Regions from separate parts of the Mus musculus genome. Here regions 1, 3, 4 and 5 are each linked to region 2. A link is a contact called in public promoter capture Hi-C data. All regions are on one chromosome and are shown on one strand. The core of a region is the stretch at or near the end of the contact, and the rest is flanking DNA. Distances in the headings are between cores, read along the strand shown. Region 1 holds the start of Dclk2 (doublecortin-like kinase 2). Region 2 holds the start of Arhgef11 (Rho guanine nucleotide exchange factor (GEF) 11). Region 3 holds the start of Mef2d (myocyte enhancer factor 2D). Region 4 overlaps Kirrel (kirre like nephrin family adhesion molecule 1). Region 5 holds the start of Cd1d1 (CD1d1 antigen).

Region 1 (4,880 bases), core at 385-2,884, 700 kb after region 2:
GGATTAAAGGCGTGTGCCACCACGCCCGGCTGAAAGGGGTTATTTTAATGTGTGAACGAGGGAATGTTTTGAGATTTAATTCCTTCTTGAATTGCCAATAGATGAGAAATGAAGTATTTTCCCCCGATTTTTTATTCAAGTAAATGTTAGGGTTAAGGGGAGTTATAGAACGGTAATTCACAGCCGAGAGAGAGAGAGGTCAAGGTTGGCTTCCAGAAGGTGACTTATTTGCCTGTGGCCATCCTGTCTTCATAAAGCCACCTTAAACTAGATCTCAGTCCAGGAGAGACCCAAACAGTCTCCAGACAGGTGAACAGCTAGCAGGTCAGACAGGGTTTCTGAGATGCAGGGAATATCCCAGCGAGGGAAATACATGCCAGTTCTAAACATCTCACTGTAGACATTCTGCACTTGCACGAAAGAGGAAAACGTGTTACGGTTCTATAAACTTTAAACCATAAAGCAACCCAGATTAATTAGTAGTTGCCTCCTTGAAGCCTGCCTTCTCCCAGTTCATTTGCATTAGAAATAGAATTCAGGAACAATTTTTTTCCTCACAAAAGTTTTTAGATTTATTTACTGTGTTGTCTTGGCATGGCATGCATGCAGGGGTCAGAGGATAAACTACAGGAGTCTATGCTTCCCTTCCACCACGTGGGATCTGGCGATGATTGGCAGTTCTATGAGTCACCTGACCTACTGAGTCATCTTGGATGCCCATGGAACTTTTTTTTTTTTTGCCCCTCTATCTCCATCCGTTCTCATGTTTTGGCCAACTAGGTCTATGAGGAAGGATTTGCTTCACGGTGCTCATGGTTGTGTTTCTACCCACTCCTATTTTATGCTGTTCCAGTCGATCACAAGCAAAGCGTTTTTTGTCGCCCTACCTTCAAGGACAGTTTGGAGCTGTTTAGGGCTGCTGAAGAACCGGGTGCCGAATCATTAATTTCATGTGTCAGGTTGGGGCCAAATGCCTTTGAGCTTCATCACCAAAGTGAAATAACGGACGTTTCAAAAATTTCTTGAAACATGTCTATTGTGGGCCAGATATCCACTTAAGAAGAGGTTTTCTTGCATGATGGGTGTTTGTCAGTCCACTTCTGTGAGCAGCTCAGAATGAACACGTGAGCGCGGGTAAATTCACAGAGGTTCTGTTCTCTGCTCGCGCATCCCCAGTGATGGGATTAATGCCCGGCAAATGGCAAGCTCTCCACAAATACTTGATTCAATGAAACCAATAACTTGTAGTCATGTATTCATTCAAAGTTACTGGAACTACTGTGTTATCGAATCTGCAGTAGAAAGTGTGAAGGATTTTTTTTTTCTGCCTAAAGGATTTTTTATTTAAACAATAAATCAGACGTTTATAAAAAACTAATATTGCATCCAAACCTAGTGCTATGTTTTGTATTTCTGCTCTAGGTTGGCCTCGGTTTTTCCCCAGGAGGCAGGATAAGGATGTGCTTGCTGCCCTTGAGTCTCCTTCCTTTGTAGGCTTTTTTTTTTTTTCTTTTGCCTAGCGCGGTTGCGCTAGCCCCCGCGCTTGTGGAGCGCGCAGCGCGGTCACGCCCGGGAGCGCGCAGCTCCGGTAGCCCGGCGGGCGGGCGGGGCCTCCTTGGACCGTAGAGCCGCTCCTCGCGCGGCGCCGCCCTCTTCCTCACCATCTCCCTCTCGGTGTGGTTTGTGGTGTCCCTGAAGGGACAGAGGGTGTCCTCCGGGGTCCAGGCCCTGACAGGCGGCCGAGAGCGCGGATGCCCGTGGGCGTGCGTGCGTGGGAGGCGGCTGCACTCTTCCCGCAGGGGCCCAGCGCCTCTAGAGGATCCCCGGCCAGGGACGCGCACCGGCCGTGGACTGGGCCTGGGCGCGCGCGACGCGGCGGCGGGAACCCGGGACCCCAGGCCGCGCCGGGCAGCCCCGAGGCGCCTCGCCCACGCTCGCGCCCCTCCCCCCTCCGCTTCCTTCCTCCACTCAGCGCGCCCGAGAGCGCAGGCCGGATGCGAACCCGGGCCAGCCTAGGGTCGTTCAACTTGGCGGCTCCCGGCCTGCTGCCCGCGCGCTACTTGTGAGGCGTGGCCCGGCGAAGGAGGCGCTTGGGGGGCGTGGGGCTCCTCAGCTGGCGGCGGCGACCGAGGGCGCGCGGGACAATGAGCTGGGCTGCTGCGCGCTGCGGCCGCCTTTAGCTGGCTGAGCGGCTCCACCTGCGAGCATGGCCCGAATGCCCGCGCCAGGTGTCCCGCTGCTTTAAGACGGGACGGAGCGCCTAGATCGCGGCGCGCTGCGGCCGGGGCGGTTGGGACGTCCTTTTATTAATTAATTAATTTGTGGAGAGCTCTCCCGAGCAGCCGCGATGGCCAGCACAAGGAGCATTGAGCTGGAACATTTTGAAGAACGGGACAAAAGGCCGCGGCCAGGGTCACGGAGAGGGGCTCCCAGCTCCTCCGGGGGCAGCAGCATCTCTGGCCCCAAGGGCAACGGGCTCATCCCCAGCCCGGCGCACAGTGCTCACTGCAGCTTCTACCGCACGCGGACCTTGCAGGCCCTCAGCTCGGAGAAGAAGGCCAAGAAGGCGCGGTTCTACCGGAATGGGGACCGCTATTTCAAAGGCCTGGTCTTTGCCATCTCCAACGACCGTTTCCGTTCCTTCGATGCGCTCCTCATAGAGCTCACCCGCTCACTGTCTGACAATGTGAACCTGCCCCAGGGCGTCCGCACCATCTACACCATAGACGGCAGCCGGAAGGTCACCAGCCTGGACGAGCTGCTGGAAGGTAAATAGGAGGGGCGGGCGCGGCGCGGCAGGTGCGGCCCCGTGCACAGCGGCAGGTGCAGTGGCTGCGGCCAGCGCGCTTCCCCGCCCTGCGCTGGGGCAGCCTGCCGGGCGCTTGCTTTCTAGGCAGCCACGGGAACTGTCTGCTCCTCGGTCGTTTGTGTTGGGTTGGGGTGCACCCATTATCTCCTTCCCAAGAGATTGGCCTTCTAAAAACGGAAGAAAATTCTAATGATCAGAGACAAATACAAACAATGATGGCTGTAAAATTAGCCAACTTATTTTTGCTGGAAGGGCAAACTGTTTGAAAGCGTGTTTCTCCAGTGAGGCGCTGGGTAACCTTTGGTAGAGGCCAGTGCAGTACCTGTGCTGTTCCTGTGTTTGGGATCCCATTGTACCTTCTGTGCACAGCTAGCTCGTTCTGACTCGTTCTAGGTTGGCTTTTCTGGTTTCATGTGTGGCACAAGGCACTGGAGATCAAGAGAGGCAAGCCAGCACAGAAAAAGTCTCACTCAGCCTGTCTTCACTTTGGACCGTGCTGGGCACTTTTTAAAATATCGGACCCGGCCCCACCCCTTAGATATTCTGATGTGCTTGGTTTAGGGTATGACTTGGGCGTTTAGAGTTTTGAAAGTTCCTCAGATGATTTCAGTGTAGCCAAAATGGAAAGCCACCTTGTTTAAAGGATTTTCCACATTTGGTTGGCAACGAGGTGAATCAAGGTGAGTCTCTCTGTCTTCTCCATGAAGAGAGTAACAGTAAGAATGGTAGGGTCTTGGGACCCAGCAGCAAAGGCCTGTTAGAAATTAGGAATCCTGGCACACCAACCATGCATCAATCAGAGGGACTTCGTGCCAATAGGTTTGGTCATTCTAGAGTTCTTGCAGTATTTTTCATTTTTGCTTTTAGTAAGGAAAGGGTGGCTGGTAGTTAAAGAACCCAATTTTTAGTTCCAAACACCCCAAAAGATCAGGCAGATATCTCAGTGTGTACTGAGGGAGTGTTTACATATAATTAGCTCTCAGGCATCGTTCTTAATGCAGATAGTACATTCCGTGTAGCCATAGCCACATGAGCTTGTCAGAGGTGGAAACTGATCCCCGAACTAAGCTGCTTTCTTATTTCAGCATGAGCTTATGTCTAAAGGCATTTTCTCCCTTTCACAGATGAGGAAACTTAAGCAGCAGGGTTACTATTTTCTAATAGGCCTCACTTCTGAAAAAAAAAAAAAAAGTTAGCCATTCTGACAAGTCCCTAAAGTGGCTGAGTTTCTCTGTCACTTTTATCAATGCTCAGGCTACACAACAACCCAATTAAAATTAAGTTATCTTCTTGTGTGTAAGTTTGTAGAAGAGGCTACCTCACACATTGCCTTGGTAGTGAGTTTTGGTCTTAAAGACTGAAAGAAGAGGATGTGTCAGTAAAATGAAGGCAACAGAGGGCCACTTTACTTTTGTTTGTTTCTTGAGACAAGTCTCACTATGTAGCTCTGGCTCTCCTGGAACTCACTATATAGACTAGGTTGACCTCGAATTCGGAGAGATTCTCCTGCCTCCAGTTTTCTCTGACCCCAGGTCAGACAGAGTGGCCGCACATTGACAGGCTCAACTTTGCCTGTTTCACAAGCACTTGCCCCTCACCGGTCCTCAGGTGAAGTAACCTACTTTACCTTCAGATGACTCGTGACTAACAGCTTGAAGCAAAGGCACACAAACATTTGCTGTACCATTATTTACAGTGTCGTAGAATGGACTGCATGTGTGGTTAGTGATTCCCCAAAATATCATCAAGGGAAAAACGTGGAGGAAACTTCCCAACCACCTGTTTGCAGTTGAAGTGACTCAGAAGGCCACCCATCCCCTAGGGAGAGAGAGACTTGATATATAACATGTGCTATCATTAATCCAGAAAATGCTCTCACCTTTCTGATGATAGTCATCTGTGAAGCAGTTTAATTCTACTCAACAACACATCATCAAAATACCTTTAGAGAAGAGAAGAACATTTACCTTCTTTGATCATGGTAGAAATCTGTCTAATAGTGGGTCTTTGTGCAGTAATTTCTCAGTGGATGGCGGGTAGCACATGCCTGTGATCCCAGAACTCTAGAGGC
Region 2 (5,054 bases), core at 2,183-4,682:
TATCATGCAGGAGGCGGAAGCAAGATTGAAAGTCCCAGATACACAGCAAGTTGGGAAGCCAGCTGGGGTGACAAAAAAAAAAAAAAAAAAAAAAAGATTGTGAATTATTTACATTCACAAGGTACAGAGCCTGCGACATCAAGTTCAACAGTGTACTTTGACTCTATTACTGCAAGATCAGGGAGGCCAGCAAGACAAAGCCAGAAGGGGACTTCAGTTTCAGGACTGACTGTGGCAGAGAGTCAGGCACGGTAAAAGCAAGCAAGGCCTTCCCATGGAATAACACACTGCTTTAACTCCAGAGATTATAGGTACAAAGTACAGGGGGACACTTGACAACTGCCAGAGAGAGCAAAATGGTGCCTTACCCATTCTAAATGGTGAGTCTATAAACCTCTGCAGACAGGATGGGCAACAGGAAGAACAGGGATTCAGAACTGGAACTTAAGATTTTACACTAGATCCTGACACTCCTCAGATAACGCTAAATGGCACTGAACAAACCGGGAATCCACTCAGTCGCCTCATCTGCAAAATGTGAGCAGTGACTTCCGGCTTGTCTACCTCACAGATACATCATAAGGTTCAAGGAAGCAGCGTGCTAAGGAGAGCACTTGGGAGCCTGAGGTCTGTATCTGTGAAGTCATGCAAGCTTCTAGAGGAACATCTCACATTAACCCAGAAGCCCTCACTGCCTCCTTCTCACACCCCTCAATTCCTGGTTCCCATCTGCTCACACCCCTGAACTAACAGAAATTATTCATCACCTCAAATCTTAATTTGAGTATACTAATCCCCCAGGTCTAAGAAGAGGGAGAGAAGGGCAGACATGCAAACCCTTCACCTTCTTACTCTGACAGCTTCAGTTATCCTTTCCCAGGGCCAAATTTCAGAAGACCACAATGGAAAAGGGAAGGGAGATGCCAGCTAGCCACATTGCCTCCGTGGTTGCCCGCTCTTCCCGACTGCAAGGCAGTTCCTTCCCCGCCCCCAACCCCCACTACTAAACAGATCTAACTGGGACCCTGAGACAACACAGAGGTGGTATTTGGGAGACATTATGTTTTAGGCCGCACTCCACAGTCAAAAGGAAATTACTATTAGCATGTATAGCCAAAGGTTAACTGACCCAGAGAGAGCAACTGCTGACTTACAGATAGATAGATAGATAGATAGATAGATAGATAGATAGATAGATAGATAGATAGATAGATAGATAGGTAGACTTCCAGATATTCCTTCCTACCTCACAAATACTAGTTTCCATTGGACTGTTAGTTTCCAACCACCTACCTATCTATCCAGTTAGGACGTATAGAATATCCACAAAACACACCTCCATAGAGGACTTTTAAGGAGGAAGGGTTGAAGAGGGAAAGGGGAAGGGATGGCCAGGCAGACACCTACCAAAGTTGTACTGCAAAGCCAGACCCAGCTCATGGGGGAAGGGGCATCATGTGCTTCCAGCTGATTTCAAGGGCCTAGGAGCCAAAACAACTCCTTCCGGCTTCAAGCAAAGGGAAGGCCTGTTTTGCAGAGTCAAGCTTATTGAGAACAGCTTGGAAGATTAAACCTGGAGCATCAATCAGCCTGTTGGTAGGTCTCAATTTAAACTCTCAACTGGAAGAAGAAATCCTAATGTGGCCTAAACATTTCCGAGCTCTATCAACCACTGGTGACACTGGTGACACTGTCCCAACATTTCAGGCAACAGCATCTTCCTCATTTTAAATGGGAACCACCCTACCTACCACTGTGCCCCACCATTCCATAACTATCAGCCTCATGGAGGCTCCCAGCCCTGTCAGCCGTCCCCCGACCCTCCCCAGATAGCTAAAGCTAGTCCCCACTCAGCCCTGTGGGTTCACATGAGCAGGTTTGGTCCAACCTGATCCCTAGGCTAGCAAGCTGGGGGACTCAGAGTGAGCCTTATACCTGGTGTAAGGTAAAAGCCACAGCAAGCATCACCCCCTCCTCTCAGCCTCACTGCTTACTGGTTAGAAAGGACACACAACTATGGGGTACATTTTGAACATGAACACACACCGAGGGTACAGAAACATATATACTGACACACTGACAGTCCTCATAGACCACAGCCTATCTATCCCACAGCCCAGCCAGGCAAACACAACACTTCCCCCCCAGTCATTTTAATAAGTGTTGGAAAAAAAAAATCCTCAATTATTTAAACATACCTGTCTATACTATGGGGCAACCGTATGCTCATGGTTTCTCCGTGTCTCCACAGTTCTGGAATCCTGTAGTTTCTTTGGGCGTCTTGATCAGGCCTGAGTCCCTTGCAATTTTGAAGGAAGGTGAGAGGAAGGCCTCCCAAGTTGAAGACTGAATCCTTGTTTCTTCCAGCTGTCAGGACCCTGGTAACTGCAGTGCTATTCTGCTTCTATCGGTTAACATGGTCTCCTCCTTCCTTCACCCTTAACCTTCCCCTCCCTCGTCTTAAAAAAGAAAATGAAAAGAAAAAAAGAGAGGAAAAACTATGACCTTCTTAGAAACCAAACTGTTAACCACAAATCTCTTCAAGGTTAGCCCTACGGGCTAAAAACTGAACCACAGAAAGAATCTGACTTCAAAATATCAGTCTTAGTTGCAGACAGATAAAAGCCATCCTTTCAATCCAGTTTCCCCAGCTGTCCTTCTGTTGACAGGGAAGCCTTAAGCTCCAAAGGTTGAAAAAAAAAATCTCTGGTTTCCAAATGCTTAAAATGCCAACAGCAGAATTATTCCAGGGAAGGAAAAACAAAAACAAAACAAAACAAAACAAAAAGGCTGAACAAATCCGAAATGGCACTTGGGAGAAAAATCTTCCAGACGATTTGCACAGTTAAAATAAATAAAACCACACAGCAGTATGTACACAACACGGTCCAGTGCAGCCCTGGGAAGCAAAATTTGCGGATTTCTTTTAAAAATCAAAACAAAACAACCATCTTCTTCTACAGTAAAGGTTTTTGAATTCTGAAATGAACCAATTGTGCAGACACACACACAACAATCACAAAACACCTGAAGCGCAATGCTTTCTACCTTCAAAACGGTAGCATTGGCCAAACCCCCAGGAAATCTTAAACCTTCTTTTCCCTTTCGACTTGCAGGTTCCTCCACCTAACCCAGCCTCAGATCGGCCTTTTTCTCAGACAATTTCCTCAGTCAGCTCTGTGTGCTCCAGCACGTCCAGGCTCCGAAAGTCTCTCTCGCCGCAGCGCTCTGGAGCGGTAGTCCCGCTTCCCCCTCGCCCGCCGATCGTGTCCGGCGACCCGCTCCTAGTATTGTTGCGGCTCGGTTAGGGCCAGGGCGCCCTCCACAGCGGCGCGGAGAGCCCGGGCCGCGGCCTCGGCCTCCGTGCCCACCCGCCCGCCAGCCACAGCCTCCCCGCTCGGCCGCTCCCGGCGTCCGCGTCGCGGCCGCTGCGCTTCCGGCCCCGCCCCCGCGCGCGCTCGCTCGCTAAGGCCAAGCCCGCTGCCGCCGGCCGGCTCCGCCCCACCCCCGCTCCGCCCCGCCCCGCCACCGCCCCGCCTCGCCCCGCCTCGCCACAGCCCCGCCACGGCGGACTCCGCTCGCCCGGGCCGGCCGCTGGCTCCTCCTTGGCGCCGCCCGCCCTTTCACAGCCCCGCGCGCCCCCGGTCCGCGCGCTGCGGCCTAGCTGCTCCCGGTGCTGCTGTCCCAGAGACTCGACCTTTGTTTCCGCAGTGTCCGCTGGCCGCGCCTCTGTCTGCGCTCTCGCTGCGGTCCCGTCCTCCTCTGCCCGTTTTCACTCATTTGTCGCGCTCCTTTCCAAGTTACCAGGAACCCTCTTAGCTGTGCCCTCGCCCCTCTGAGCACCCACCGTCTCTCCCCTCGCGGCTGTACTCGATTTAGCTTGGGTATCTTGTATGGCTCTGCCTTTTAATTTCAATGCAAAAGCCTTTGCAGGGCAATGTTATTTCGATGACACACACCCCCTTCGTGAAATCACGGTTTCTAAATCTCTTCAAGTAACTGTCGGAAGTCAGAAGTAAAGATTGAAGTAAAAAGGAGACTTTTCCAGTACAGGTTGATGAATACACTTTGTTATTTTGTGTGTGTGTGTGTGTAATATGTGACTTCCTGGTGAGACCAGACATCTGTTAACATTAGATAGTGCACCAACAGTTTTACTGAAGCCTGTTCTCAACAGCCAGTGGATTTATTGGGGTTACTTCTAGGAGTACAAACCCCTAAAGGCAGAGGCACCAGCAAAAACCCATCTCCGCATGGATGAGGACGGTGGACTACTGACCTCTACCACTAGAGCTATTGGAGTTGATATTGTTTCTATAACCGTGGGGAGCAGCACTGTGACTCTTGAAACAACTTCTTGAAATTTCTGAGTGCTTGCCATCTGAACCTTAACAATTGCTGCGCTCTTCCACAGGTGTGCTTGTGGAGCCCAGAGGACAAGTGTGGGTGGCATTCTTCCTCAAATGCCAAACAACCTCACCCCTTCTCTGGAGCCTGGTCTCTCTCCACAGCCCCAGCTTGCTGAGTAGGCCAAGAATGGCTGGTGAGTAAGTGCCACCCTCTTACCCTTCTCAGCATTGTGAGAGCAAGTTCACAGCCACCCAAACTCAGCCTCTTTATGTGTGTTCTAGGGGGTTGCTGGGTAGCAGTTTCCACTCAGAACCTTCTCTCTTGGAGAGAAATCCTATAAGACATAGGATATGAAAAGGGAAGCGAAACATATTTTTTAGGCAAAATGTTCGAAGGAGAGGTAAAACATGCTATCCCGTGGAGAAGCTCCTTCAGACAGGAAGTACAAACTCAAAACAGCTTCAGAAGGTTCCTGAAACTGACTAGATTCACTAGACCCCTCCCTCCCCAAGCATATGTAATCAATAAGAACGATTTAGAATCATCCTCAGACAATCCAACTTTAAGACCAGCTAAGCAGCCTGGAAGAGGCTCAGAACAACTGAGCTACCTACCTAGAGAGAACACTACAGTATGGTGAGCTGCTGTAGAGTGTGCAGTGTGCTCCAGGTTTCCAGCTTTGGTGGGATGCTCTTTGGGGATGC
Region 3 (4,491 bases), core at 1,015-3,514, 520 kb before region 2:
AGAAGTGGAGGCAACAAAGAAAAAAGCCAGCCTACCAACTCAACTCTAGTGTGGACCTGTGCTAGGCCAGAAAAACCATGGAGAACAGGAAACTCAGTTGGCACAGAAGATAAAGCTAGGAAGATGGACAGACCTCCAGGCCAAGGACATAAGGGCCAAGGATGCTGCAGCATAGGCCCCTTTCCAGAGCAGGGTCAGAGCAGGGCCTCAGTGAACTTAAACCCATCCCCCGGTCCAGCTCCCAACCTGGAGAGACTGCCTCTACCTTTCAACACACCACCAAGGAAGACCAGGAGAAGAAAGAAAAAAACCTGCTGGAGAGAGATTATATAACGGCAGCCAGCCAGCCTGTCACATCGCCCAGCCTAGGAGGTGCACTAGAAGCTAGAGAGCCAGAGCAGAGAGCTGGGGCCCTCCAGCCCCATATCACCACACAGAGGGGGATGGGCAACCTGCACCTGCCTCCTGTCCAAGTCCCCCACACCCTGTTCCAGCCACTGGGCTTAGCAGAGGCAGCACAAGCCCTGTGCCCATCCCCCAACACGAGGCTTCCCATACTTTCTGTCTGGGTCCTGTTTCTTCTCTAGGCTCACGCCTGCATGAGCAAGGCTTGTTGTGTCTTTATTCTTAATCTTTAGAGTCTCTCCCTACATGAAATATATGGCAGAAAGAGGGAAGACATAAGTCTGATACAAAAGCTGAAGTGTGACCTTAAGTAAAATGCTCTACCACTTTGGTAAGTATGGGAATGAATGAAAGCTCCTGACTCCCTAAAAGTACACGCAGCAGTCACACACAGGGTCTATGTATGAAGGGCACAGCAGTCACAAACAAAGAACATGACCACTGAAATCCCAAAGCCTCAGTGTCCATTTCTGGGGTATATGGGAAAAGTGCTCTACAGAAGCTCCAGAATTCCCCAACCACCCTACATAACAAGGTTCTCAGCCACTCCCACAATCATCCCACCCCACCCCCATCCTGGAAGACGCAGGAAGGAAATTCATTCACAGGCAAGGCCATGGGAGTTGGGACAGCCAGGCTGAGCACTGGGGCTCGGTGGCCAGAGGCCAGAAGCTGGGTGTCTGAGAACACTGTCAGGTAACTCGCCAATGCTCCCCTCGGCGGATACCTACCGCGGATACAGGGAGACGAACAGAAGGTGGACAGCTCCCAAGGCCAAGCGCACTCAGTAGGCTCCTCTCCGAGATCCGGCCAGAGCAGCCCAAGGTCACCGTCCCAGACGGCAAACTTCCCACAGTCAGGCAGCTCAGACCCACTGAGGGCTAGGGGGAGGGGTAAGATCCACCACTCACACAGCCAAACAGGCCTCGGAGGAAACTCACACGGGTAGGGCAGGAGGGAACGGGATCCACCCACTGTACTCCCCTAGCCTGGCCCCAATGTGCCGGTCAGTCGTAGGCAGAACTGGCACTCAGGACAAGCTGGGTAGTCCAGGGCCACTGGGAACCCCGAGGGCTCGATGGAATCTCTGGGAGGCCTCCCTGCCCCATCTCTGAGGTGGGAGGCCGGGAGCACAGTAGTCCCTTGGGCCAGCCTCACCACTCGAACCCCACTCGCACTGACTCGGCCCGCACCGCACCGTCCAAGAGAAAGGCCTGGAGAGGTCCTGCCAGGTGTTAACAGCTGCAAACTACTGTCCAGGGGTTCTCCAGCCGGCGTTGCTGACACGCCCGACCAAGGGGGCCCCCACGGGCGCGAAATCGCGGCCGGAGCCACGTGCGTTGCGCCCGCCAAGGCGCGAGGCGACGGGGGCTCGGGTACCAGGCGCGGCTGTCACAGCAGACACCCCAGCACCAACACTGCCTCCGTCGCCCCGCCCGGACCGGGACGCTCGTGCCAGGGCGCCCGTACACCCCTCGCGCTCCAGACCACCCTGAGCCCGGCCGCGCGGCGTGGGGGAGGGGTTCTTAAAGGGGCCGACGCGCGTCGTGACTCACCAGCCCGTGGGGGGGACGGGGTGTCACGGCGCCCGGAGCCTCGGCCCGGTCCGCCGAATCCTCGGTTACGCGAAGCCGCAGCTCCGACGGGAAACAGCGAAGGCGCCGCGTCCACGCGGCCTGGGCGGCGCCACAGGGCCGGGACCCCCTGGTGCGCGCGGGGGCGGCGGCGGCGGGCGGCAGGCACGCAGCCGAGCGCCCAAGCCGCCTCGACGGTTGTTGATATTTTGCTTCCTTCCTCCTTTCGGGCTCCAAAGGCAACTCCTCCAGCCCCAGACTCGAGGCCGACGTAGGCACCGCGCAGCCTAGCTTGCGAGATGGGAGGGGGGGAAAAGACGAGAGTGATGGACAAGCAGGGGGCCAATGGGAGGGCCCCGCAGGGCTGGGGGCGGGGCCTGGCAGGGAGGCCTGGGACGCAACCCCGCCCCCTGCCCGCGGCCTGCGCCCCACCCCTTTGGGGCGCGCGACCACGGCGCGTGGAGCCCAGATCCCTCCGCCTGCGGGACAGAGCGAGGCTGCGGGTACCTCAGCACCCCAGCTCCAGAGTTGGCAGGGATCTAAGTAAATAAGTTCTGGGGAGATAAGAGTGTTGGTAGGCCCCAGCTCCTACACTTACTGTGTGACAAAGCTCCGAAGCCAGATCGCGCTCTCTTATCTCGTGGTTACCTGGGGAGCTCCGCTGCTCCCTCTACCTGTGACAGGTCCCCTCCTTTCCCCTGACCCGGCTCGGTTGACGCCCAGACATTTAAAGCTACAGTGCATAATTCTCGGGTGATCTAATCTTTTAGTGCCTGCGGGCCCCAGCGCACTTAACTACGGAGGGGGCAATTTAAAGGGGCGGGACCCCAACCACTACCTCCCTTGCCTCACAGGAAACATCCAGAAGCCTTGTCTTGAAGAAATATAACTCTCTCAAAAAAAAAAATCTTTTAAAATCCCCGACGGCCTCTGGGCGTGGTGAATTTTTAAGTGCTTCACAACAAGATTGTGCGCTCCATTGCTTCTGGACCTTTAACCCGTCAGACTTCCTGTCCGCATCCTGTCACTAACAAGTCCTCGGCTGGCTCTACCTGGAGCTTGAGGAAATGACAGAGTCTGGCGTGGACTTCAAAGCCTTAGCAAAACAGAAGCAAGAGGTTCTTCAACAAGCTAGGGTCTGCTTTACTGAACAAAGTCCCTGTTCTGGCTTCTTGTGGGAGAGATGAGAAGAGGCGACAAGTGGTGGGTTAGAAAATTTATAATCTCGGAGTCAGACTGTTTTGGTTCAAAATTTTCCACTATTTCTGAAAAGAGCAAAGCACATCTCTTAACTCTCCATCCTCTTGGGTAAGCTGAAGGTGGTAAGGCCAGGTACATAACTTGTGAATTTGGTGTGAGTTTAGTTCCCAGTAGACTAGTACAGTGCCTCGTGTTGCACTGTATGACCCACACGGGCTGCTCAGCTGAAAATGAGCCCTTTTAGGGCCTGCGTGAGTTCAGAAAAGGCTCATAGTGGGCCAGTTCAATAGGACTATTCTGCAAAGAGCTTGGAGGCATATATGTACCTCCTTAAACAGGAAGCACGTAGGCTTCTAGTCCCTCGGCCTCCCTTTTCAACCCTTCCACTTTGCCCCTCCTTCCAGAAGCCTGATTTATGTAGGATCACACATGGTCCCCAAATGTTGCTCCTTAGTTTTCCTAGTAGTATGGGGGGTGGGGGCACAGAGCTGCCAGTACTCCTTGAGCAGTCTGGTTTGCCCCCAAGACTTGAGTGAAGGCATCTGCCCTTCCCCAAGCCCTGGGAGAACACAGCCTTGTTCCTGCTTGTGGCTATGGTGGGAGCAGAATGGGAAAGTGCCCTCCCCGTGGGGAACCTCCCCTCACTTGTGGCCTCTATTTTTAGTGCTTCCCCAGGCTCTAGCTGGAGAAACCGTTTAGTCATCAGGGTGTTTATTTTTCCGGCTGTTTCCCGACGTCGGGAAAAGCAGAATGTTGAGACTGGAGAGATTCAGGGCTGCTGGAAAAGACGTCTTAGGAACAGGCCTGGGAACACAGCCTTCAGGCCATTGGGTCCCAGCTTGTAGGAAAACAAAACAGGATGGGCCCGGGACAGCTAAGCCCTCAGGAGTGTTCAACCTGCCTCAACCTTGGAGGCTCTCCAAGCTAGAGAACCTAACTCAGTTTGTTTCTCAAAACATAACCAAGGCCAGAAGAAAATTTTTTTCCCAGAATCCCCCTCCCCAGCCTCTCCCTAACTAACTTGGTGAGCTTCCAGCGAGCCATGATCCCAGCCAATCTCAAATATGAGGCTGGCCGTCCATGGCTGTGATTGGTTGGCTGGCCCTCTTTAGACCTGGAATGTTGAGTCCTTTAAAAAGGAATGAGGAAGGAAGGTGAGTCACCTGGGGAAGATATTAAAAGACTAGCAGGAAGAGCTCCGAGAGCTCAGGGAGGTGGGGGCCCTGGACACTCACTGCTGACTTGACAACTCACAGGAGACCAGAATAGGGGGCAGTAAAACTACAAGTGGGACAAAACTCAGACTGTGAAA
Region 4 (5,130 bases), core at 792-3,291, 520 kb after region 2:
CCCACATTTCCTTCATCGTCGGACTTTGCCGGTCATTGCTTCCATTCCATTTTGAGACTAAATTGCTTCCACTGGGGCTAAATTTAAAAAGAAGAAAAAAGATTTTACTTCAAACGTCACAGAGAAGCAGACACCATCCTCTGTCACTCCTTCTTGGGTTTCTGGAAGAGTCTCTAGTGTGTACCTCTGATTGTCCAGCTGTTCAGGGGTAAATAGTGTTCACAGCTATTTAGTAGGTACGGGCAAAAGCCTTTCGTAGGCCTGGCATCCACTGCACCACATTTGATTTCACAGAAGCTCGGGGAGGAGACATTATCATTCTCATGTAAGGATGTGAGGTTCGGAGGGTGGCTTGGCCAGGGCCACTCGGTTGGGAAGTGATGCAGAGAGACCTTGGAAAGCTTGAGTCTTCTCCTAAGCTGATTCTCCCAGCCTTTGAGTAGGAAGGTTGCTTGGCAGACTCGCCCAGACTTGTCATCTCGCAGTGAGCAAGCAGAGGACCAGATAAGGAAGCGCCAGGTCAGGTCTGTCTGTTTCTCACCTCAGCGAGATCCATGTTTTCCAGGTGTGTCCCACCGCCATCCCACCAAAGGCCCATTGACCTCATTGCAAATAAACACCCAGCCAGCTGCCCACCGCCTTCTGGGGATGCCAGTAAGAGACCATCACTCAGGCTTCATGTAGAAAAGCTATAAATATCAACCAGACTCTGATCCAAGTTCACAGGCCATGCCTCTCACAAGCCCTTGACTTGGACTCTAGGGTCCGTGAGGAACAGAAACAGGAGCACAGAGTTTGTAGCACATAGCTGCACTCAAGAACGTGCAAGGATATGAATAAATTTAACTAATCATATATGCAAATGCTTGACTTGATAACACTAGCTGTTCACCTGACCAAGCCTTCCTCCCGGATCTCAACACCTGCTACCTTGTCTCTGGAGATGTGGATGGGCCTAATCTTCTTCTTCTTCTTTAAGAGACAGGATGGGGTGCCAGTTCTACAGAATTGGGGAGCCATTTACACACACACACACACACACACACACACACACACACACTCAAAAAAGGACCTTTTTTTTTCTAACATCCTGGCCCCACTCAGATCCAAAGTCATTCATTGTCTCACTTAACCAAGGACAGAGCCTGCCCCTGTGTCCTATTCTGGCCACCAGATTCCAGGAGACCCAAAATGAGGAGAAGTTCCATTCTAGTGGAACAGATAGGGCAAACGCTTCCACCAACAAGCTACCTCCCGAGGACAAAAACAGGGACATAATCCCTGACGGCTTTGGACAGGAAATCCTGTCGCTAGAGCTGCCACAGCGAGGCTCAGTGGTGGGACAAGCTATGCCTGCACAGGGGCTATGGACGCAGCCTAGGAGGACCTTCCAGAAAGGCGAATGTGGGACCACATTTGGAAAGAAGGGGAGAAAAGAAAGGAGTGGGTTGACTAGGGACTCCGGGCTGGGGTGTTGCTCAGTGGTAGAGCACCCTGGGTTTGATCCCAGAACAAGAACTGGGAGAAGCCTCTCTGCTGAGTGGGAGGGAGGTCTTGAAATGGAGAGGAGGAATAGAGAGGCTAGGTTTGGGAGGAGTTGGATTGTGGCTTCTATAGACCCAGGGACCTGGAGGGAGAGGTGAACCAGAAGTCAAAGCTTTGAAGAGAGCTTATTTTGACTGCCTGGGCTGACCCATTGGAGCTGTGGCAAGGAAGCCTCCAACTTAACCCTTTGCCACCCGCTCAAAAGTCCCTCTGCTTCCCTATAGCCCATCGTAGGATGCTAATGCCCACACCCGTGCTGTGCACAGTGTGCAGGAGGCCTGACGCACCACTGGGACCAGCCAGTGATGAAGCAAGCCCGTTGGTGGGAGCAAGAGAGAAGAAATCCGCAATCCAATTCCCTACTCCATTTAGGCTCCACAATTAAAGGCAATTACTCTGCAGTTCTCTAATCAAATGCTCCCGGCCAAGCTGCCAGCCAGGCAGCCATGTGTGGCTCCCGGAGCCAGAGGGAGAACAGAACAAAGTCCCACACTGTCTCAGCTCCCATGGTGCAGGAGGCTGTGTGCATGCAAGATGTATCAGTGTGTCCCTCCCTGGGCCCCAGCCCTTGGGTCAAGGGTAAACACATGGAACAGGGCCAGCGTTCCATGAATTGCATTCAGGGCTCTTCGGCTTTGGGTACACTATTGCCCAGGAACCGTCAGTGCACACAAGTAGACATGCTGTCCTGGTAAAGATGAACACATCTGTTGGCCCACACGGCACGGGGAGAAAGGGACAGTGGCCTGAGAGTCTCCTTTGTTGTGGATGTGTCATCCATGAACATTCTGAGGGGAGGTGGCAGAGGCAGGAGTTGTGGAGAACAGCCCAGGACCTGGACAGCAAGGGCTTGAACTCTAACCTAGTGCCGCCGTTAAGGGTGGGGGTGGGGGTGGTCATTAGGTCAGCGCTGCTCCCTGGACGTCAATGGTCAAAATTGGATCAGGACCAATCCAAAGACGTTTAAGTAGTGCCAAACCATTTCTGTGGTTGCTAAGCCCTCCAGAACCTTAGACCTATACCTGGGGCCCTGAGCCAGAGATTATGAAGTAAAGGAATTACGTGGCACAGGATGCAGGGTAAGAATGGGGTACTGTGAGGAACCCTCCTCACTCATTGTCTTTCCCACTGCTAGCTTTGGCTTTGCCCGGGACTCAGACTCGCTTCAGCCAGGAGCCAGCTGATCAGACTGTGGTGGCCGGACAGCGGGCGGTGCTCCCGTGTGTGCTCCTTAACTACTCTGGGATTGTACAGTGGACCAAGGACGGGCTGGCCCTGGGTATGGGCCAGGGCCTCAAAGGTGAGTAGTGGGCTGGGATGGCACCTTCAGTAGAGTGCAAGCTAGCATGTGCAAGGCCTTGAGTCTGATCCCCAGCGCAGCAGAAAGGAAGGTGCGTGGTAGCTGCTCAGCCTCCAGCCCCCAGAAATCCTACTCCCTGCTCTCAGCCTAGATTCCTGGCTTCGCTCCCTCTCCTTGTTCCTGACTCCTCAGGTCTGTCACTCTTACCTGCCAACTCTTCCTTCCCTCAGATTGTGAATTGGCCCAGGAAAGGTGGTGTGCAGCCTGGGAGATCAAGGGAAACAGGACTTTACATTGAGAGCTTTAGATGGAGTCAGGGACACACCCACACGGTGGGGCGCTGTAGACAGGTCATGCAGGAGGAGCTGGGTTAGCGAAGCCTGCCCTGCCCCCTGTATGCCCGAGATGGTATGCTCGGGCACTGTCTGCCCTTTCTGGTTTATTTTTGCTTTTGTTTTAGTTATAATTACAGCATCTCTTCCTTCCCTGTCTGCCTTTTGAGCGCTTCGTGCTTTTCTTTGCCCCCTACATGGTCCGTGTCGGCTTAGACACCATCAGCCTAAGCACCTTCTTGTTTAATTATTCCAGAAGCATTTGTTAAGCACAAGCTATACAGCCGGTGCTGAAGAAAGCGTAAAGATTCCGTTGGAGACAAAGAGCGCCAGCCCTCTATATCCCACAGATAGCACAGAAACCCTTAGAAGCACTTCTTGGTAAAGAGTCAAGATACAACCAGGCAGTGGTGGCGCATGCCTTTAATCCCAGCACTTGGGAGGCAGAGGCAGGAGGATTTCTGAGTTCGAGGCCAGCCTGGTCTACAAAGTGAGTTCCAGGACAGCCAGAGCTATACAGAGAAACCCTGTCTCAAAAAAAACAAAAACAAAAACAAAAACAAATAAAAAAGAAAGAAAGAAAAAGAAAAAAAAAAGAGTCAAGATACCTGGCCCTCATTACAGCTCGGCCACTTGCCCGCTGAATGAGTTGAGGCAAACCCGCTCTGCTTTGGTTAGCTGATTTGTGAAGCAGGTTTAACAGTCACAGCCTGCCTGTCTTAAAAGCGCATCCTTGGCTTCTGTGCCGAGTGGCAGAACGGGCTTTCTGAGGATAATATCGTTAGCGACGAGGCACTGTAATGATGCGAGTGGGTTGGGGGACTACATATTTCTGGTCTTATTATTTTTGAAGGTGGTGAGATTATTTGTTGTGTGTCTAGGCCGAGGAAATCTGCATGGCACAATCTATAAAGAAAGGAGATGGATTTGACGGATCTATTGTTGATGAGGGAGAAAATGAGAAAGAGCAACGTCGATAGATATGCAGTCAGAGGAATCCATAGCCTCTGGAGAGGGAGGCAGTGGGAGGGGTCGGTAGGTGTTTGGGTGGGAGTTAGCGGGAGCCTGTAAGCAAGGCAGATCGGGCACAGAGGCCCACCCTGTGTCTTAGAGAGGAGTAGAAATATCATTTGGATTGTCCTTTAAGAAGCCAGTAAACCTTATTTATTCTCTCTGTGTGGTGAGGGCGAGGCCTTGTGAGCCACACAGAGCGCCCCGTAAGTACTGAGATGCCCCATGTTTACCAGCGCCCTCTCTCTGCTCTCCGTGCTGGTTAACTTTTCTTTTCTTCCTCTGCTATCCATATGAGAGACATCTGCCAGCCAACAGCTTTGCAGATTTTTCAGATTTTTGTCTGCTCCTCTCTCTCTCTCTCTCTCTCTCTCTCTTCCTCATCATCCCTCCTGCTTTTCGGTCCCACAGCTATGGAGTCTGTGTCTGGTACCTCACAGCCTGACCTGACAGTGGTAGGCAGGAGAGAGAAGGAAGGAGACCTCTCCTGGAAGGGATGTGGGCTCTGCTGTGAGGAGAAGCTGGGGAGACAATGAGTCTTGGGTGGAGGGCGGAGTGGGCGAGGCCTCAAGACTTGGTCTTACTCTAGTCTCCCCTTTTCTGTCCCTGCAGCCTGGCCACGGTACCGGGTCGTGGGCTCTGCGGATGCTGGGCAATACAACTTGGAGATCACAGATGCCGAGCTGTCTGATGACGCTTCCTATGAGTGCCAGGCCACGGAGGCTGCCCTGCGCTCTCGGCGGGCCAAACTCACCGTGCTCAGTAATGACTCCCAAGCTGGGTTTCTCATTTTCCAGTTCCCTCTTCAACGTCCCAAACTTTCCCTAGCCTTGCCTTTCTCCTAATGTCTCTTTTCTCCCTGGTTTTTCTTTCTCAGCAACTCCTTACATGAACTTCATCATCAACTAGGGCCATCAACTAAAAAGATGGCCAGGTGGTTAA
Region 5 (4,583 bases), core at 2,057-4,556, 620 kb after region 2:
TCCTTTGAAGTGGTCCTTCCATGCTTTCAGGCAGTCTATCATTGAAAACAGTCTTATGAAGGAATTTCATAGCTCTAAGTTTCTACCTTTAAAAAACCAGAAAGTGGGGCTGGAGAGATGTCTCAGTGGCTAAGAGCACGGACTGCTCTTCTAGTGGACTCAGGTTTGATTCTCAGCCCCCACATGCAGTTCACAACCTTTTAAAACTCTGGGATCAGGAAAACTGCTGACCTGTTCTGGCTTCTGCATGGTGCACGGACATTTATGCAGGCAAGAAACCCATATACATTAAAAGCAATTAAACTATTTTCTTTTTTTAAAAAAGTTAGTGATACAACCCCCCCCCCCAAAAAAAAACTGGAAAATCAAGAATAAATCAATCCCAAGTTCGGTAGATAACAAACAACAAATACCAGAGCAGAGATTAATAAAATAGAAACAGAGAAAACAATACAAAAAAAATCAGTGAGTCTAAGAGTTGGTTCTCTGAGAAGATAAACAACAAAATCAACAGAATCTTGACCTAACTGACCAAAAGAAAGAACAAGAGGACCCAAATTATCAGAATCAGAAGTAAGTAGATGGATGCCAAAGAAATTCAGAATATATATGTAATATATTAAAACCATGCACTCCACTCGTTTGGAAAATCTAAAAGAAATAAATGTATTTCTGCATTCATCCAAACCATCAAAGTTAAGCGAAGAAAAGCCCAACAACCTAAGCAGACCCATAGCAAATGAGGGGATTGAAACGTAATAAAAAGCCTTTAACTTAAAAACAAAACAAAGGAGCCCAGGTAAACTCATAGCAGAACTCTAGCAGACTTACATAGAAGATCTATAAGTAATGCTTCTTAAATTACTTAAAAAAAAATAGTAACAGTAGGTACACTTCCTCCGTAGGTTTATTCCTAAATATTTCATTTTCTTTGAGACTATTGTGAACCGGAGTGTGTCTATGATATCTTTCTGGGCATGTTAAGTGTTGTTGGCAAATAGAAGTTTATCTGTATCTTACCACTTTGCTGAAACTGTTGATCATTTCTAAGAGTGTTCTGGTGGTATTTTTGGAATGTCATGTCATCTGCATATAGGGTTAGCTTGACATCTTTTCCTATTTTTATCCCTTTAATTTCCTTCTCTTGCCTTACTGCTTTAGCTTGCACTGCAGATACTTTATTGAAGAGGAGCAAGGAACTATAAAGGAAAATGAAATCATGAAGTTCTCAGGTAGATAATGGAACAAGGAAATATTATACTGAGTGGGATAAACCAGACCCCAAAGACGAATGCTGCATGCCCTCTCATCTCTCTTTCATCGATTCCCAAACTTGAGCTGAGAGCATATAAACTGGAGTAACCACAGAAACTAGGAAAGCAAAAGGAGGGTCAAGAGAGGTTGTCTTAGAATCCCACTGCTGTGATTGAAACACCACGACCAAAAGCAACTGGAGAGGGAGGGTTTGTTTAAATTTATGAGGGAGGAGTTGGAGGAAGTAAAGGGATGGAGGGAAATGGTATAAGTTTGTTGTGATAAAAAAAATCATGCTTTTGAACTATAAAAAATAATCATTGTTTTAACCTTTTATTTTTTAACAAAACTTTTCTCAAACTGTTGGGAGCAATATCCAGTAAAATCAGGTCTAGTGGATTAGAGCCACCTCCAGGAGCACAGCCAGGAGGGAGAAGCCTGCCCTCTAGGACTCTTACAACACTGGGGCCCAGGAGAGAAGGTTGGTGAAGGCAGAATGGGAGGAGTCAGGTTAGGCAATGTGATTCTCGCGTTCTGACAAGCCTCCAGCTGGGACAGCGAAGGGGTCAAACTAACATTTCTGTAATGACAAGGCCTATGTGTTAGGAAGAAAGGCCAACAAAGATAGCTGCCGCCCAGTGTGTGGAGATGGGCTGGCTAGCTTTCCAGTCTTTATTCACACTGTCTGGGAAGCTTGAGGAGGCTCTCTGAGAAAATTACATTGGAGTTTGAAGTCTGAGTGGACACTAGGCAGGCGCTTGGAGGTCAGAGGTCCCCAAGGGGTCTATTTGTGCAGAGATCTGAGGAAGAAGCTGTATCTAAGGGACGAAAGCATGTGAGACTTAGAGTAGGGTCCCAAACGATGCTCCAAGGCAAGCCAGAGCATGGGCAGAATGATCCTAGAGGCTATACCGATCAATGATGGGGTTTTTTCCTACCTCGTGGAAGGTATTTCATATAGTTGAAGCAGAAGGTTGCGGTTATGTTAAGGGTAGAGACATAGAGAAGAGGCCTACTTAGGAGACAAGGCAAAAAGACAGAGCAAAGCATACAACGGGGTGACTAAAAAGGAACGAGGAAGATGGTATCAGGATGCTTGCTGCAGGAGTACGATTTACCAAGGATGACTTCTCCTTTCTCACAGTAACTGAAATTTTGAGCAACTGTTTTTGTCACTACTTGTTTTAAGCGTGAGAAGTTGGGAATGGCCCTACAAACTCACAGGCGCGCCCTGTAATCTTACCTCTGTTCTCAAAAACAAGAGGTTCGGTATTTGCGAGTGAGTGGGAAAGACATCTGTCTGCAGGTGTATGGCCCGTGTTTTCGCTGTGCTGAAGCGCTTCGAGGGGGCACATCTCGTCACTTTTGGCTTTTCCTCACATCAGACTGACACAAGTCTTCGATTTTCGCAAATCATGACAGTACAATATACAGAACAAAATAAAAACTAAAAATAAAATATGCCTGTACTCTCCCAAAATGGAGTCGGGGACAGCCAGAGGGCAGGTAAGGCAAGGGAGAAAAGAAACCAGGGTAAGGGGAAAAAGAATCTGACATGGGAAACTGTGGGCATACGAAAGCTATGAAGGAACTTAACCCGCCTAGTCCTATCCTCTCAATGAACCACTAGAAGAATCACATCTATTATTATCATTATCATTATTTTAATGTGATATTTATAGATATCTGGGAGGATCCAAACTTGTAAATGGAGCACCTGCAGACAGCCCCTGCTAGCTAGACCAAAACGTCCCTTCTATTTTTCCCCTTGCATTTTTAATACCATCGGAGTTGTAACCGAAATACAATTTTGTCTTGCTTTCGATATTGAGACGATAGTCTCAACCTCATTCTTTAGTATAACGGAAAGACATTTTTGTTGTTGTTGTTTTGTTTTGTTTTGTTTTGTTTAAAAGTGGTTTGCGTAGCGGTTCTGAGTAAAGCTGCACTCCAACCCTCAACTACCAGGGGGTTTGGCTTTGTCAAAGAGTAATTTACCAATCGTGCCTGCGCGTCCTTCCGGGTTTTGCTGGCTCTGCACCAAAAACCCCAGAGCCTTTGTGTACCAGTCCGGGAGCAGAGTAAAGCGCAGAAGTCGGAGCCGAGGGCTGTGTAGAACTCTGGCGCTATGCGGTACCTACCATGGCTGTTGCTGTGGGCATTCCTACAGGTCTGGGGACAATCTGAAGGTGAGTGAGTAAAAGCGCACACAATCTAGAGAAGGGAGGAAGGGAGGGAGAAAGAGGCTGGCTACAAGCTCTGTGCAGTAGTGGGCGGGTGGAGGTGGGCTTCCCGGCTTGCAACAACAGTGGGAGGAGCAATGTATGGCTGCGGCTCAGGGCTTAGCTCAGTTCAGAACTACACTGAGCCTGCCTTTCCTTCCGCAAGCGCAGCTAAAGCTGAGCTTTTTCCTACTGCAGTCTGTCCTCAGACTGAGCCCACTCGCTAAGTTCTTTCCTTTTCCTTTGTTTCCAGCCCAGCAAAAGAATTACACCTTCCGCTGCCTGCAGATGTCTTCCTTTGCAAACAGAAGCTGGTCCCGCACAGACAGCGTGGTCTGGCTGGGGGATCTGCAGACTCACCGTTGGAGTAATGACTCAGCCACCATCAGCTTCACGAAGCCATGGTCCCAGGGCAAGTTGAGTAACCAGCAGTGGGAGAAGTTGCAGCATATGTTTCAAGTCTATCGAGTCAGCTTTACCAGGGACATACAGGAATTAGTCAAAATGATGTCACCTAAAGAAGACTGTGAGTGGAGGGGTTGGAACCCTGAACCCAGTGGGCAGGAGTGATCCAGACCCCAGCTGGATAACTGTGGGCATCGGGCATAGCTTCTCTTCTCTGTCCACCCTTATGGTTTTACTTCTGTCTAAAAGTAACCCTTGTCCCTTCTAAAAATAGCCCATTTCTGCTCTAGGGCACCATGATCATTTTCCTCAACTGGCACTTAACGATAATCTTCATACCAATTCCTTTCTTCCAAATCCCTTAATCATGAACTCTTTGGTCTCTGCCTACTCCTCCTTACAGATCCCATTGAGATCCAGCTGTCTGCGGGCTGTGAAATGTACCCTGGGAATGCTTCGGAAAGCTTTTTACACGTAGCATTTCAAGGAAAATATGTCGTGAGATTCTGGGGAACGTCCTGGCAGACAGTCCCAGGGGCCCCATCTTGGTTAGACTTGCCCATCAAAGTGCTCAACGCTGATCAAGGGACAAGTGCAACCGTGCAGATGCTCCTGAATGACACCTGCCCCCTATTTGTCCGTGGTCTCCTAGAGGCAGGGAAGTCAGACCTAGAGAAGCAAGGTCAGCTGGCTATTTTCACC

What was found. Promoter capture Hi-C pulls out the DNA fragments that hold promoters and counts their contacts.
Region 1: a contact with region 2 is called in a promoter capture Hi-C map of hippocampal neurons, with 5 times the contacts expected there. The contact joins the promoter of Dclk2 here to the promoter of Arhgef11 in region 2. A contact is called at or near these places in 5 of 39 promoter capture datasets (hippocampal neurons, liver, neural stem cells and 1 more) and 2 of 484 Hi-C or Micro-C datasets (both in embryonic stem cells).
Region 3: a contact with region 2 is called in a promoter capture Hi-C map of hippocampal neurons, with 5 times the contacts expected there. The contact joins the promoter of Mef2d here to the promoter of Arhgef11 in region 2. A contact is called at or near these places in 4 of 39 promoter capture datasets (embryonic stem cells, hippocampal neurons, liver and 1 more) and 1 of 484 Hi-C or Micro-C datasets (embryonic stem cells).
Region 4: a promoter capture Hi-C map of hippocampal neurons shows a contact between it and region 2, with 2.6 times the contacts expected there. The contact joins the enhancer-like site here to the promoter of Arhgef11 in region 2. A contact is called at or near these places in 2 of 39 promoter capture datasets (embryonic stem cells and hippocampal neurons), 1 of 15 datasets of contacts at CTCF or cohesin (large pre-B cells), 1 of 115 datasets of contacts at active chromatin or transcription factors (embryonic forebrain) and 1 of 9 other capture datasets (liver).
Region 5: a contact with region 2 is called in a promoter capture Hi-C map of embryonic stem cells, with 7 times the contacts expected there. The contact joins the promoter of Cd1d1 here to the promoter of Arhgef11 in region 2. A contact is called at or near these places in 15 of 39 promoter capture datasets (the 3T3-L1 cell line, 3T3-L1-derived adipocytes, the C10 cell line and 9 more), 1 of 115 datasets of contacts at active chromatin or transcription factors (forebrain) and 3 of 9 other capture datasets (adipose tissue, liver and macrophages).

Annotation. Positions count from the first base shown.
Region 1 is chr3:86,917,638-86,922,517 of GRCm38.p6, reverse strand. It overlaps Dclk2 (doublecortin-like kinase 2), which reads left to right and starts at 1,634. Exons shown (of 16, transcript NM_027539.5): 1 at 1,634-2,768. The coding sequence starts at 2,348.
Region 2 is chr3:87,615,937-87,620,990 of GRCm38.p6, reverse strand. Arhgef11 (Rho guanine nucleotide exchange factor (GEF) 11) reads right to left here and starts at 3,432. Exons shown (of 40, transcript NM_001003912.2): 1 at 2,199-3,432. The coding sequence starts at 2,230.
Region 3 is chr3:88,140,145-88,144,635 of GRCm38.p6, reverse strand. It overlaps Mef2d (myocyte enhancer factor 2D), which reads right to left and starts at 2,264. Exons shown (of 12, transcript NM_001310587.1): 1 at 1,962-2,264.
Region 4 is chr3:87,095,457-87,100,586 of GRCm38.p6, reverse strand. Kirrel (kirre like nephrin family adhesion molecule 1) reads left to right here. Exons shown (of 16, transcript NM_001170985.2): 3 at 2,681-2,845; 4 at 4,801-4,950. Among named protein-coding and RNA genes, the nearest start is that of Gm24472, 31 kb to the right of the region's middle. Within about 2 kb of position 2,041, at least 49 of the 459 cell types and tissues checked have an H3K27ac peak or open chromatin away from gene starts, as enhancers often do. A contact at or near this core is called in hippocampal neurons, where this site is marked.
Region 5 is chr3:86,998,052-87,002,634 of GRCm38.p6, reverse strand. It overlaps Cd1d1 (CD1d1 antigen), which reads left to right and starts at 3,306. Exons shown (of 6, transcript NM_007639.4): 1 at 3,306-3,443; 2 at 3,730-4,002; 3 at 4,285-4,563. The coding sequence starts at 3,383.